Linked DNA regions of Gasterosteus aculeatus: region 2 is linked to region 1. A link is a contact called in public Hi-C data. All regions are on one chromosome and are shown on one strand. Each heading gives the region's core, a stretch centred on a gene start, on an enhancer-like site or on the middle of the called end of the contact. The rest is flanking DNA. Distances are from core to core; before and after follow the strand shown. Region 1 has its middle 6.4 kb from the start of LOC120815986. Region 2 has its middle 8.6 kb from the start of dnah9l.

What was found. Hi-C and Micro-C count contacts between places; a contact is called where the count stands out from the background.
Region 2: a Hi-C map of skeletal muscle shows a contact between it and region 1, with 5 times the contacts expected there. The contact joins two enhancer-like sites. A contact is called at or near these places in 2 of 6 Hi-C or Micro-C datasets (skeletal muscle and tail fin).

Annotation. Positions count from the first base shown.
Region 1 is chr3:8,800,802-8,806,576 of fGasAcu3.hap1.1, reverse strand. No RefSeq gene overlaps it. Among protein-coding and RNA genes, the nearest start is that of LOC120815986, 6.4 kb to the right of the region's middle. Within about 2 kb of position 3,581, at least 1 of the 9 cell types and tissues checked has open chromatin away from gene starts, as enhancers often do.
Region 2 is chr3:8,934,831-8,940,605 of fGasAcu3.hap1.1, reverse strand. No RefSeq gene overlaps it. Among protein-coding and RNA genes, the nearest start is that of dnah9l, 8.6 kb to the left of the region's middle. Within about 2 kb of position 3,560, at least 3 of the 9 cell types and tissues checked have open chromatin away from gene starts, as enhancers often do.

The DNA of each region.
Region 1 (5,775 bases), core at 2,332-4,831:
CGGGTTGGATATGAGAGGGATTTAGGCCTCCCTGTCGTACATACGGATCACGCGCCGTCGCCAGGTCTCCCGTCGCATTAGGTAGTCGCTGATGCCTCCGTGAGAGTTAATCCTCGGTCCTCGGTGTCTGGAGCTACGCAGGACATGAATAGGAGGAGTGAGCTGCTGAGGGGAAAACCCCACCTTAAATTATTCAATCGTCTTCTCTTCAAATTACAAAAACTGTTTCTCCATAAACAGCAGGCAGCATTTAGCAGGATACATTTTGTAATGTTGCAGCCGGGAAAGTGTAAATGCCAAAAATGCAGAAAATAAGTACATTCCCAGAGAGGGGAGTCAAGTACTTCAGTAAAGTGCAGGTGTGGAGAAAGTCTTTCTATTGGCAGATATAGATCAGGCAAACCAGTGCAATGACAGAATCAGGAACATTTCTTTATTTTACACAAACGATTTCCCAGGAAGCTTTCCACCTTTCCATCACACACAGAGGCGTAATGATGCACACTGAGCAGATACACATGTTGCTGGGATCTGTCACCATCTCTCGGGGCACAGAAAGGGCCCACGCTGGCTAATGGACAGACACTCTTTGTGTGCTAAACAAATTAGCTCCATCACTAAGAGACAGACAGCAAGGCGGAGAGAAAGATGCAGAGAGAGAGAGATGCGACGGTTCAAGATAAAGGATGGAGGAAGATAAATGCAGCGAGGGGCGCAACGTAAGAAGCGACAAGATTCGTGCACAATACACAATGACTAAGAGGGCCGTTGTCTTATCAAACACAACTCTGTGTTTCAGTGTGTATGTGTGAGCCGGGCGAGACATCGAAGCGCTTTGAGCCCTTTTGAGAGAGGGTAAATGGGCATTATCATCCATCCATCACTCACACATTACTCATTCACTTACTTACACTCAGAAACACCCCCCCACACACACACACATACACACACAGCACATACATGAATGCTGATACGCGCTAATACGTGCACTTAACACCAGACTGGATGCGAGCGAGACACATTTATCTCCATGCACACTGTGTGGAAACGATACTGAGTGCATCTACGAGAGTGTGTGTGTGTGTGTGTGTGTGTGTGTGTGTCTGGAAGCAAAAGTGATCCTCCAGGTTTCAGTTCAAAGCAATCCTCAGTCAAATGATTGGTTGGTAATCTGATCGACGGGCAGACTCCCTCTTCTTCTCTGTCTCCTCCCTTCTGCCCCATCGTTTGTCATTCATTTTCGTACTTTACTCGCTCTGCCTCCTGCTGTGCACGCGCCTGTGTTCCTTTCACACCCGCTCACTTTACCTCCTTCTAGCCAATGTCGACGTCACGTTTGTCCTCCCCTCCTCTTCGCTGTCCTCACTCCGTCCTGTCTCAGTGTTGATAATGTAAACACATCATTCCTTCTGTGCCGTGATCTGATTACCTGTGGTAACGGTGCTCATAACCACACAACCTCCGCCATCTGAAAGTACATTTGTGTGTCAGTGTGTGTGTGCGTGTACATGTGTACAAGTATCCTCCATACAAATATGGACCCTGTAGGGTCAAAGGAAATGGAATCAGGAGCTAAAAGACTTTCCACTGAGGTGTTGCTGTGGTGGCCTTGGATGTCGCAACTAGAACTATTACAGTCACAAAGATAGACTGGAGGGCTGATGCTTTTCAGTGCTGATGTATTCAACTCAGAGATATGATATAATCTGAACCACCCGGTGACATTGCAGTCTTAAGCATTCCTCCATGGAAGCCTCATGGAGGTATCACTGGCTTTTTAAAAGACCTGCACAGTTAGGATATTGTCAGTGAAAATACAAGACAGGTGTTTAAATAGTAATGTACCAGGAGTGTCACGGTGGGGGGGGCTCAGGTCTCTACTTTCAGATATCTGAACATTAAAGATTCCCCCAAAAATGTAGGCTAGTGGCTTGGATCCATGTAGGCAATGTTGCTCTGTCACTTTGTTCCAGTCAGACAGGTTTTAACAATTAATGGACGGGCTGCCAAAAAGTTGAACATATTCCTGTCCCCTTCAGGCAGGAATGTGTTTAAAGTACTTTGATGATTCATATTCAAATAATAATAATTTTTAAAAAGTGTCTTACAATGAGGGCATTAAACCTTTTGAACATAAACCAGAAATCAATTTCAGAATAACTGCAGAACTTCTTCTAGTGTTACATTTACAAACAGTCTGTGTGTAAGATGTGTTGAGTTTCTGCCATCTTGGGGTCAACGGGCGCTCCATCCACCATTGTGACGCCAGGACAGCGGTCAGTTGTGAGGTTGTTGAGGAGCAGCTGTACTAACGTGCTGAACATTAGACTTGCTGTAAATCAGACGTTGCCGTGTCCAAACACCCTCTGTCTAGAGAGAAGGATCAGAAACGCAGAAAGATTCAGAAAGCAGAAACTTTGATGAAAATGGCTTGAGGTGGGTTTTACTTTAAGACGATTTTCTTAGAGGAGAAACCTCAGAAGCAATGGCCGAAGATTTCGGAACTCCTTTGGACTTTTTCCTGCACACGTGCAGCTCATTGTTGTCATGTCCAGAAAAAGATGTTAGTTAGGTTGTCTCGTGTCCGTCTCGTGAGTTCCTGTTTTATTTTGGAAAATGAACCTTCCCCTTGTTTCAGGCAACTTTCCCCTTCCTCTTGTGTCGGTGTGATTGTCGCCCCTCCCCTGATTGTCTCCACCTGTGCACTTCCCCTATGTGTGTGTATATATTGTCTGAGTCTCCCTCTGTCCTGTGCCAGTTCGTCTTGTCCCAAGCCACCGTGCCAGCGCTACGTATGTCCACAGTCTTGCCTCGTTTTTTGTCGACACCATTAATTGAGCCTGCTTTCAGTTTTTGTCTCTAGATCGGTTTTTCCTCGCCCACGAGTGATTTTTATTTCAGCGGCCATGCCCTGTCCTTTTGTTAATAAACTTTGATTCTTTTTTCGCACCACGTTGTGTGAGTCGTGCATTTGGGTTCCCGTCCACCGTCCGGTCGTGACAATTGTTTGAATGTAGGAGAGAATCTAATGTGAGTTCAATGACAGGCGGTCAAGGCCACTGTACCCAATCAGACAGAGGCTAATCAATCAGATGTTTGTCAGTCCGAAGGCATCTTCACCTCCAACCGAATGCAACGTGCAATGCAAAGCACACAAACACTTTAGAGGATAAAAAAAGGGGGCGAAAAAAACACACTTTTCTTTCAACACTATAAAACAGATTTAATTATATGCTATAGGCCTCATTTAAACTCCTAACAGCTGCTTGGGATCTATAGTACCATGTCACTCAACAATCAATAACTCCCAAACACACACACACACACACACACCCTCGGAGGAATCTCTCTTATCGGGAAACATCAGATCAAGCAGATACACTTGAATGGCCATTGGGGCCAGATTGACTCACAGTGACGGGACTCGGGATCAATGTTTACGCTTGCAAGCCAAACTCATCCTGTTGTTCTGTGTGTGTTTGTATGTGTGTGATGTGTGTGATATGATAGTGTTTCCCAGCCTAGCCAGCTGTCTGCTTATTCACGGCTTATTAATATTAAGGTGGTGGTGGTGGTGGTGGTGCTGAGGATCGGACGACACACCGGCAGCCTGAGGACAGGCCGAGTGCGTCCCTCCCGGCGTGGCTCCCTCCAACCGGGCTCGAGAGACAAAGACAAGTGCCTGTGTTTCCAAACATGGGCCCCTCTCACCACCCAGAGGTCAGAGACTTAGAATAATCTAGCTGAAGCAGGAGGAACCATGCTTTCTCATGCACACATGCACCGCCTCGCATTTAGGCCTTAAGGCTTTGATATGACCCTGCTTAACCCAACAGAGTAGTGAATGGCAGGGTGACACGGGGGGAAGAGAGGGAGCTTTAGGCAGAGGGTTTTTAGGGGGCAGGGGGTCTACGTGGGCAGAAAAGACCAGAAAAGTGGTGGCATTGGTGGAGATGAAAAGGGCAATCATAGGACACGTACTTGACAAAGCTTAAGGACAGAAACAAGAAGCAAGAGGGTGAGAAATGCACTGAATGGACTGTATGATCAAAGCGCACAAATAACAAGAGGGATGAGGAGAGAGGGAGACCTCGCTGCAATGGAGTCACATAGGCGCTCTAAAAGGGACACGTTCGCTTTGATCTTCCTCAAATAGCATTTCTCAAGCACATCTTCATTTAAAATGCCATCATCACCAAAGGGAGACGTGAGATTGGCGACGACACACAAACATCAATTAGTGGACTCATCGTCAGCCAGTGGAAAGACACACATATGGTTTTTAAACAGTTTAGAAAACGCAAAATCCAAATCGTGGGCTTTATTCAAGCACTGTGTGTCTAACATGGGGAGTCTAAATTATTCAAGGGCAACTGACATATTATCTCTTTAGCTGCACAACGTACTGTTTTGCCATGAAGAGCATAATAATGTCAGCTATAGCCTGGGGGTTGCAGTACTTTTTTTGCCACTCTCGACTACTGGGCTAAATTTGGATGACTCTCTCAGAGGCTGTCAAGCTCCGCTTCCATTCGCGTAGTGCAGGGGAAGTGCGCCATCTAGTGCGCCGAACTGGAAACACCGAGTGGACGTGTCAACGTTTTATGGTGTGCGTCTGACGTTCAACGGGAGGAAGAGGGTCTTTGTTCATTTTGCGCCATGGTGTCAAATACACATTTGAAGTCCAATTCAAATTGAGTGGAGCAGATGAAGTATTTTTCGGGGGACAGTCTGTCATTTTGAGGGAGAAGAGGAGAACATGTATCAGCATACAGATCAGAATCAAAAGGAGAAAAAAAGAAAGAGAGAGATGGATATAAGTCTTGGTATATAGACAATTGTACACTTGGCTAAAACGAATCATCTCAAATACAATCCTGTGATAAAGCACCTCCAAGAATGTCACAACATTCAGTAGTTGTTGAAACTTTTAAGAGAGGTGTTGTTGTAACCCTGTTTAAATCTGAGGTGGGCATCAATGAGGCTTGAACTGCCCGTCGCACCTGTTAGGCTCTCTGTCCTTTGTACCGTTGTCATAGAGGGTACTACAAGCTCCAATACGGCATCACCAGCATCACATGCTTGATTTAAAATCATTTCTGAATGCAAACAAGACTAAATACTAATTTTTCGTTGACGGTAATTTGCATAATACCAATTTGAGACTGTCATATGTTATATGTTGCTGTCAGTGAAAGTTTGTACTCTTTTCCACGTTGCATCCTACTCCACATCTCCGATCCTCGCAGCAGTAAAGGCTTAATGGCATCACGGCGCTCCGTCTGCTGCCCTCGCTTGCAGGTTCTCGGTCTCACGTCTACATCTGTGCAACCCTGCTTGTTAATTTACACTGCCTGGAGGCTGTTATAGAGTTATTTCCTTTAAGGTCGCGGGGTCCTCATGAGCCGACAACAACCTTGAATACTTCAGTTTTTACTCCGCTGAAGTTTGAAGCCTTGTTCATCTTGTGCAATGAAAGACCCTTGGAAGATTTAAACCCATCATGATTACAAAGCAAACTTATTTTGTTGTTCCGGTTGTTTGTTTTCTTTTGAATCATTTTTGTTTATGTAATTATCATGTTATAATTGTACTATTGACATCATTGAAAATAGGGGGCAGGCCATCAAGCGTTCCTAGAAGTTTAAATGATAGATAAAGGATATTTGAGGACAAATAAATACTAATACAACAAACAAACTCAAGGTGATGTTGATTGAAGCTTTTTTTAAAACACATGAAAGACAGTGAGGACATCGGTGGTTTTCAATAGAC
Region 2 (5,775 bases), core at 2,311-4,810, 130 kb before region 1:
TTTTTAGTGGGAGGACACTTGCACTCTATTACCAACCCAGCATGCATCTCTCCATCAAGTCCTGGCAGCACCGCACGGAGTTCGGGAAGCCAAATGTTCAAAAGCCTCATTCGTGGCTGTATTCATATTTGAGACACACACACACACACGCGCACACACACACACACACACACACACACACACACACACACACACACACACACACACACACACACACACACACACACACACGCACTGGCTGACCTCAGAGATGACAACAGGCAGGTGCTCCATGGGGTATCCAGGAACTTCCCCCAGCCACAGTTGGTGTCTGAATCCGTGAAGGGCAATTCTCTTGACGCCCTTCTTCAGCACACACAGTAGCTTGGTCTTCCACGGTGGGGACGTCTTCACAGGTGCCAAAACAAAAGTGACTTATTTCAGAGAGTGAAACCTAATGGTTATGTGAGTCCATGTCACTCTTATCGCTTGAGTTTCTCTGTTTGTCTGGTTTTTATGACAGAATGACAAGAGATTATCATTTTAGAGTTTGGTGGAATCTGCATGTCAACATATTGTCTTGTTTAATAGCTGAATAAACTTTCTTAATGTCTAATCGCGTGTGAATGATGGTGTTTGTTTGGACATTCTCTGGGTGTGAGGAATCATTTAATTAACAGCATCGTCACATCACCCAGGCAAATAGCAATGTGAATGTGAAATGTGTCTCATTGTTTGACAATCTGTACGTATGCACACTTTCTTTAGCTCGGTATAAATATATTTATATAGGTATAAATATATAGACTTTCAAACATACTGAATATATAAAACCACAGAAAAGCAATAGATGAACTGTGCCGTTCAATGTCGACTCAATGCTGTAATGTTGAATTTGCCTCCAAAATTTACTTTTTTATGGTTGTAAATGGTTGAAAACGACACGTATGGAAGCAGGTGCCTTCACTTTCAATAATCTGAGGTTGGGCCTATGTTAATTTACCTGTGGCCTCTCTGTATTTCTTACCTGAGCATCCCCTGCATGCAGTGTCCCTCCGGGTCCAGTGAAGAGCAGCAGTCTGTTGGTCCAGATGTGGTCCAGGAAATCCATAATAATCTTCTGGTTCTCCTCTGCGCCGATAAAGCGGTTCCACTTGTCCGTCTTCACCCGCAGCACACAGAAGACCTGCTCCCGAAGGAAGTCCACCCTCTCATCTGACAACACCACCCCAGCTTTGAGAGGGGGCTCCTGGGCAACACGCACTCCCGCTACGCCTCCGCTGCCCGAACCTCCACTGTTGCTGCCTGCACCGGTGGCCTCAGCCATGGGAAAAATAAACAAGTGCAATAGCACCACTACTCGCTTTGGTGTGTAGTGGATGTGAAACTAGGAAAGAGAGAAGCGAGAAGCCTTAACCCTTTTGAGCGAGATCAGAAATCTTAACGGGATGTTTCCTCACTAATAAGAATAACACACTCTATTCCGCCGTCACAGCGTTAAGTCTTTGGCCATCGGCTGGAAAAAGGATCCACAGCTTGAGCGACAGGGTAACCTGACACTGTTACACAGCGGTATGGGCTGTCTTCATTATACTGTGTGCCGGCTACTTTACCAGGTAAGCTGAGCTGCCAAGGAAGACCCAACTACAGGGACACCTTCAGCACAGGTGTTACACCTGTGATGCATGTGTAAGGTTTAAGTAAACACACTTATGGATGCAAAACGGATGTGACATTTTTTGAGGTTTTATCTTTGAATCTTTAAAATGTGGTTACTGCTGTTAAAAATAGGGAAGGATCTTCTTTCATTCTATTCATCCAAATATAGTAGAGGAGGTCTTTTCCATCCCCGTTCCTACTAACGAATGCAATGTGCAGCCTTACCACATGAGGGCAGTGTGGTACAATGGTTCTGATGGCGTCCCTAAAATATAATCCAAAGTGACCCTAGCCATGACATCCTATTACGCATGTTATGCCATATGTATGTGAAAACACGGAGGAATGGGACATTTCTGTGTTACTTGAAATATCGCAGCCATGATTAACCTTTAAAAGATCCTCCACTTTCTGCGTTTAACCTTAAAACATGAATTTAATCATATTGCCGTTTGAAAAAAGGCTGACTGGAGAAGTCAGCGCATTATTCTCACAAATTGATGGATACACAGGGTTATGCAATGCCTACAAATGGATGTTTTAAGCATCGCCTCTAAAGAATGATTAAACAGAAGTCAAATGTCCTCATCTGTAGTACTGCCTACACCGTGTAAATGCAGTTTAACCAAGATTATGCAGGATTCACATGTTCATACACCCACTTCATTTTCTACAATCACTCCCTCTTGGCTCAATGTCTGCTTTAAACAGTGGATTAAATTCACGGAATCGATTTTTCTCTTCATGTGACGTAAATATTCGTAATAGATGTGAATGACCTTTACAGGTTTACGTCTTTATTTTGAACGTTAAAGTGCTCAGCATTCATCGTCATCAGTGAACACAGTATTTCCATTGTTCACAACACTGGTCATGCCAGCCAATAATCCATGGCGGTTCTCCAAGCGAATTTGTCCTTTCTGAAATCTATAATCCCATGCCACAAACTGTTTGAATGAGTGCTTATGTGTGTGTGTGTGTGTGTGTGTGTGGTTTTGGGGAAACGCTCTTTACACTTTTCATGTTGTGTATTTGCATCATTATGCAGCTTGAATGAATGCCCTCTATGCGATATGTGCTCTGCTATCACATGGCCACAAAATTGTGAGACTGAACGTGTGGGGGCTTGTGTAGGTTTGCCTGTCCGGAGCCCGAGGCTAGTGAGGGTGTCCCCTGGGTGTCTCAAGACACACACACACACACACACACACACACACACACACACACACACACACACACACACACACACACACACTGTATTTTAGCCCATTCTGAGCCCCGCTGACAGCAGGAGCATGCTGCCCATCTCTCTGTCTGACCTCATACCCAATGTCAGCTCTGCTCTGCAGGGACGGACGGGTGGAGGCCAGGAAAAGACATCTCAGGACAGTGGAGCGGGAGAGGGAGCCAATGGAGAGACAGAAGGGAATAAGGGAGGGTGTTTAACGGTTTAGAGAATGAGGAGTGGCTGCGAGCTTACAGAATTACAGATGAGACGGAGAGTAGAGTGATGAAGGAGCAGAGGAGCCAAAGCAGAATAGCGATATGCACTTGGCCCGCTGTTGGCGATAAATATTCAAGAGAAGATCTGAACAGAGTCGTTGCTGAGTAATGCAAACAGCCGGAGTAAAAGGGCAAATCGAAAGAAATGTATCCCGAAGCAACATTTAAACTACCAGCTCTTGACTGTAGCTGAAACATCACATGTGCTTGGATGTAATATTACGCTCCAATGTTGCACCGCAAATCACCAATCCGATCCCTCAGATATTTAGTTGTAACCTGAAGTGTCGCCGTCGTTGCTTTTCTTTCTCCTCTTGTTCCTTCACCTCTCCTCCTCAATCTCTCCATTCGCCGTTTCCATGGCTACGTGTTGCTTGACAATCAGCCGGCGCTCTTGAGTCCGAAGCTTCATCCTGGCTCGCTCTGTCTCTCCCCTCAACTCCTCCTCTCCTCCTCTCCTCATCACCCCTCCCCTGTTCTCAGTCAGGGGAGAAAATTACATGTAGATGAGCTTGAGGTCCCTGTATTTTTCATCCACACACACACACACACGCGCACACACGCACACACACCACGGCGACCATCGTCTCCTCAGGCATTGGGAGTCTCGAACAAGTCCACACTTTACTTCTCTTCGCAGCCTTTTTCATTTTCTCTTGTAGTCCCTGGGGAACGTGACAGATTCATGTATTACGGGAGCAGTTGGACTCGAGGCGGCCAAAGAATGGATTAAAAAAAGGGATGGCGGAGACAAGGGATGGGGGTTGACAAAGGTGGCGAATGCATGCACGCTGTCACAGACAGACACACACGCGTAATGATCGTCTCAGAGCTTGCCTCCTGTTGCTGGCTGACTACCCACGAAACCCCAACCATGGCGGCCGATTGCCTTGTATGTGCTCGTGTGTCTTTGTGTCCAGATGGTGCTGACCAGCCGTCCCTCCCAGGCTAGATGAAGTAAATGGAGCGATTACAGTAATGACCGACACGCACATCTGTCTCACACCTATCGATGGCTGCCAGCTCTTTTGGACGCACACATACACACTCAAGCACTATTGGCTCGGATCTGTGCAGTTGATTAGAGGAATTAAACTCCATCATAATACTCACAGTTTTGCAGTTTTATTCTGATAAAATGTAAGCGGCTTGTTGACACCTCAGGCCCGTTACAAAGAGACTTCACTTTGACCCCCTCTTGGCAAGGTGACTCTGCTTTATCCCTTTCACTTTCTTGGTCTTGTGTCCGTATTCCTCTTTCCATCTCTTCTTCCCCACTGCGCTTTGCAACATTCCTCTCTCCCTCCCTTTCATCGCCCCCAATCTGCCCCTCTTCAAAAAATGACCCCTTTCGTGTCAATCCATTTTTTTCCCTTCCAGTTTTCTACATCTTTGTTGTGTTTCTCCGACCATAACTGAGTCAAGAGAGGGGGGTGAAAGGACAGGGTGTCACCAGCAAGCCCTTCTTTATCATTTCTTCCTTTTGTTCTGCAAAGGTCCCCCCCCCTCCGTCTGGACTCAGTAATATTTGAGAGGCCGGTCCGTGTACACAGGAAGGGGTTAGAGAGCACGGCCGATCTCCCAGGGTGGGTGTGTGAAATAAAATCCTGAGCTTGCTCTGCTCTTGACTTCGTATTCGTGTGCATGCGTTTGTGCTCTCGAGCTGCAGCGAAGCCCAGCAACTTGTTTTCAGGAACGCTGAGTCCTCGGCCGACCTCTTCCAGGATATGGTTCACTAAGTCACCGCTGTGTAAGAGAACACCTTTATTACACCCGGCAAAGTGCTGCAGCGTCTCCTACAAAATGTGCGGATACAGTGTTTTCTGTAAAAAAAAAGAAAAAGACTGCATTGTTCTGTGCCGTGGCGGACACAGGTAGTTTCCTCTTACAGCAAGTTCACCGGCGCGCTGCTCTCTGGAGGCTCATTGGCTTTTGCTGAGACGAGAAGAGATGCACTGGAATGCAAAACATTTACTTTATTTGGGGGTGAGGGGGGGGGCTCAGTTTGTTTTCCAGTCACACTTAAATCCTGAAGATGGGGCTGCTTCTCTATCAGGCTTCAGAGAACGTCCCACACATTTCCCTATGATTCCTCATCCTTTTGTTGCTTATGAATACCCAAATAAACGCTGGGGACACGTGCATCATGGGTGCTTTGTGTCAATAGTTGAATTGGATTTGACATAACTCCGACGTGGCCGTAAACATACTGCTCTGCTATTCACACAGATATTAGAACCCCCCAAAAAAACAGTAGAAGCATGTTTGTACAGATTTGTCCTCCGGTCTTTGGCACAGAGTGAAAGTGTTGTTTCTACTGAGTCATCTTTATTTGCTCACCTTGGAGATATTGAGACCACAAAACAAAGCAGGAAGAGAGGAAAAACACACCTGGGTACCCTCTCAGCCAAATAACAAACGACACGCGTGTGGTCGTGTCAGCTGGCGGATACATTTGGGAGCATCGTGAGGTGACTGTGGGAAAAAAAAGAGAATGACACTTTGTCTCTTTGAGTTTTACGGGAAACAAGATGACTAAAGCTCATGAGCCGAGCACTTTCACGTCGAAGACATTTACCTCCCCCCATGATGTGATTAGAGAAAGAGTAATAACCATATTGCATTCTATATATT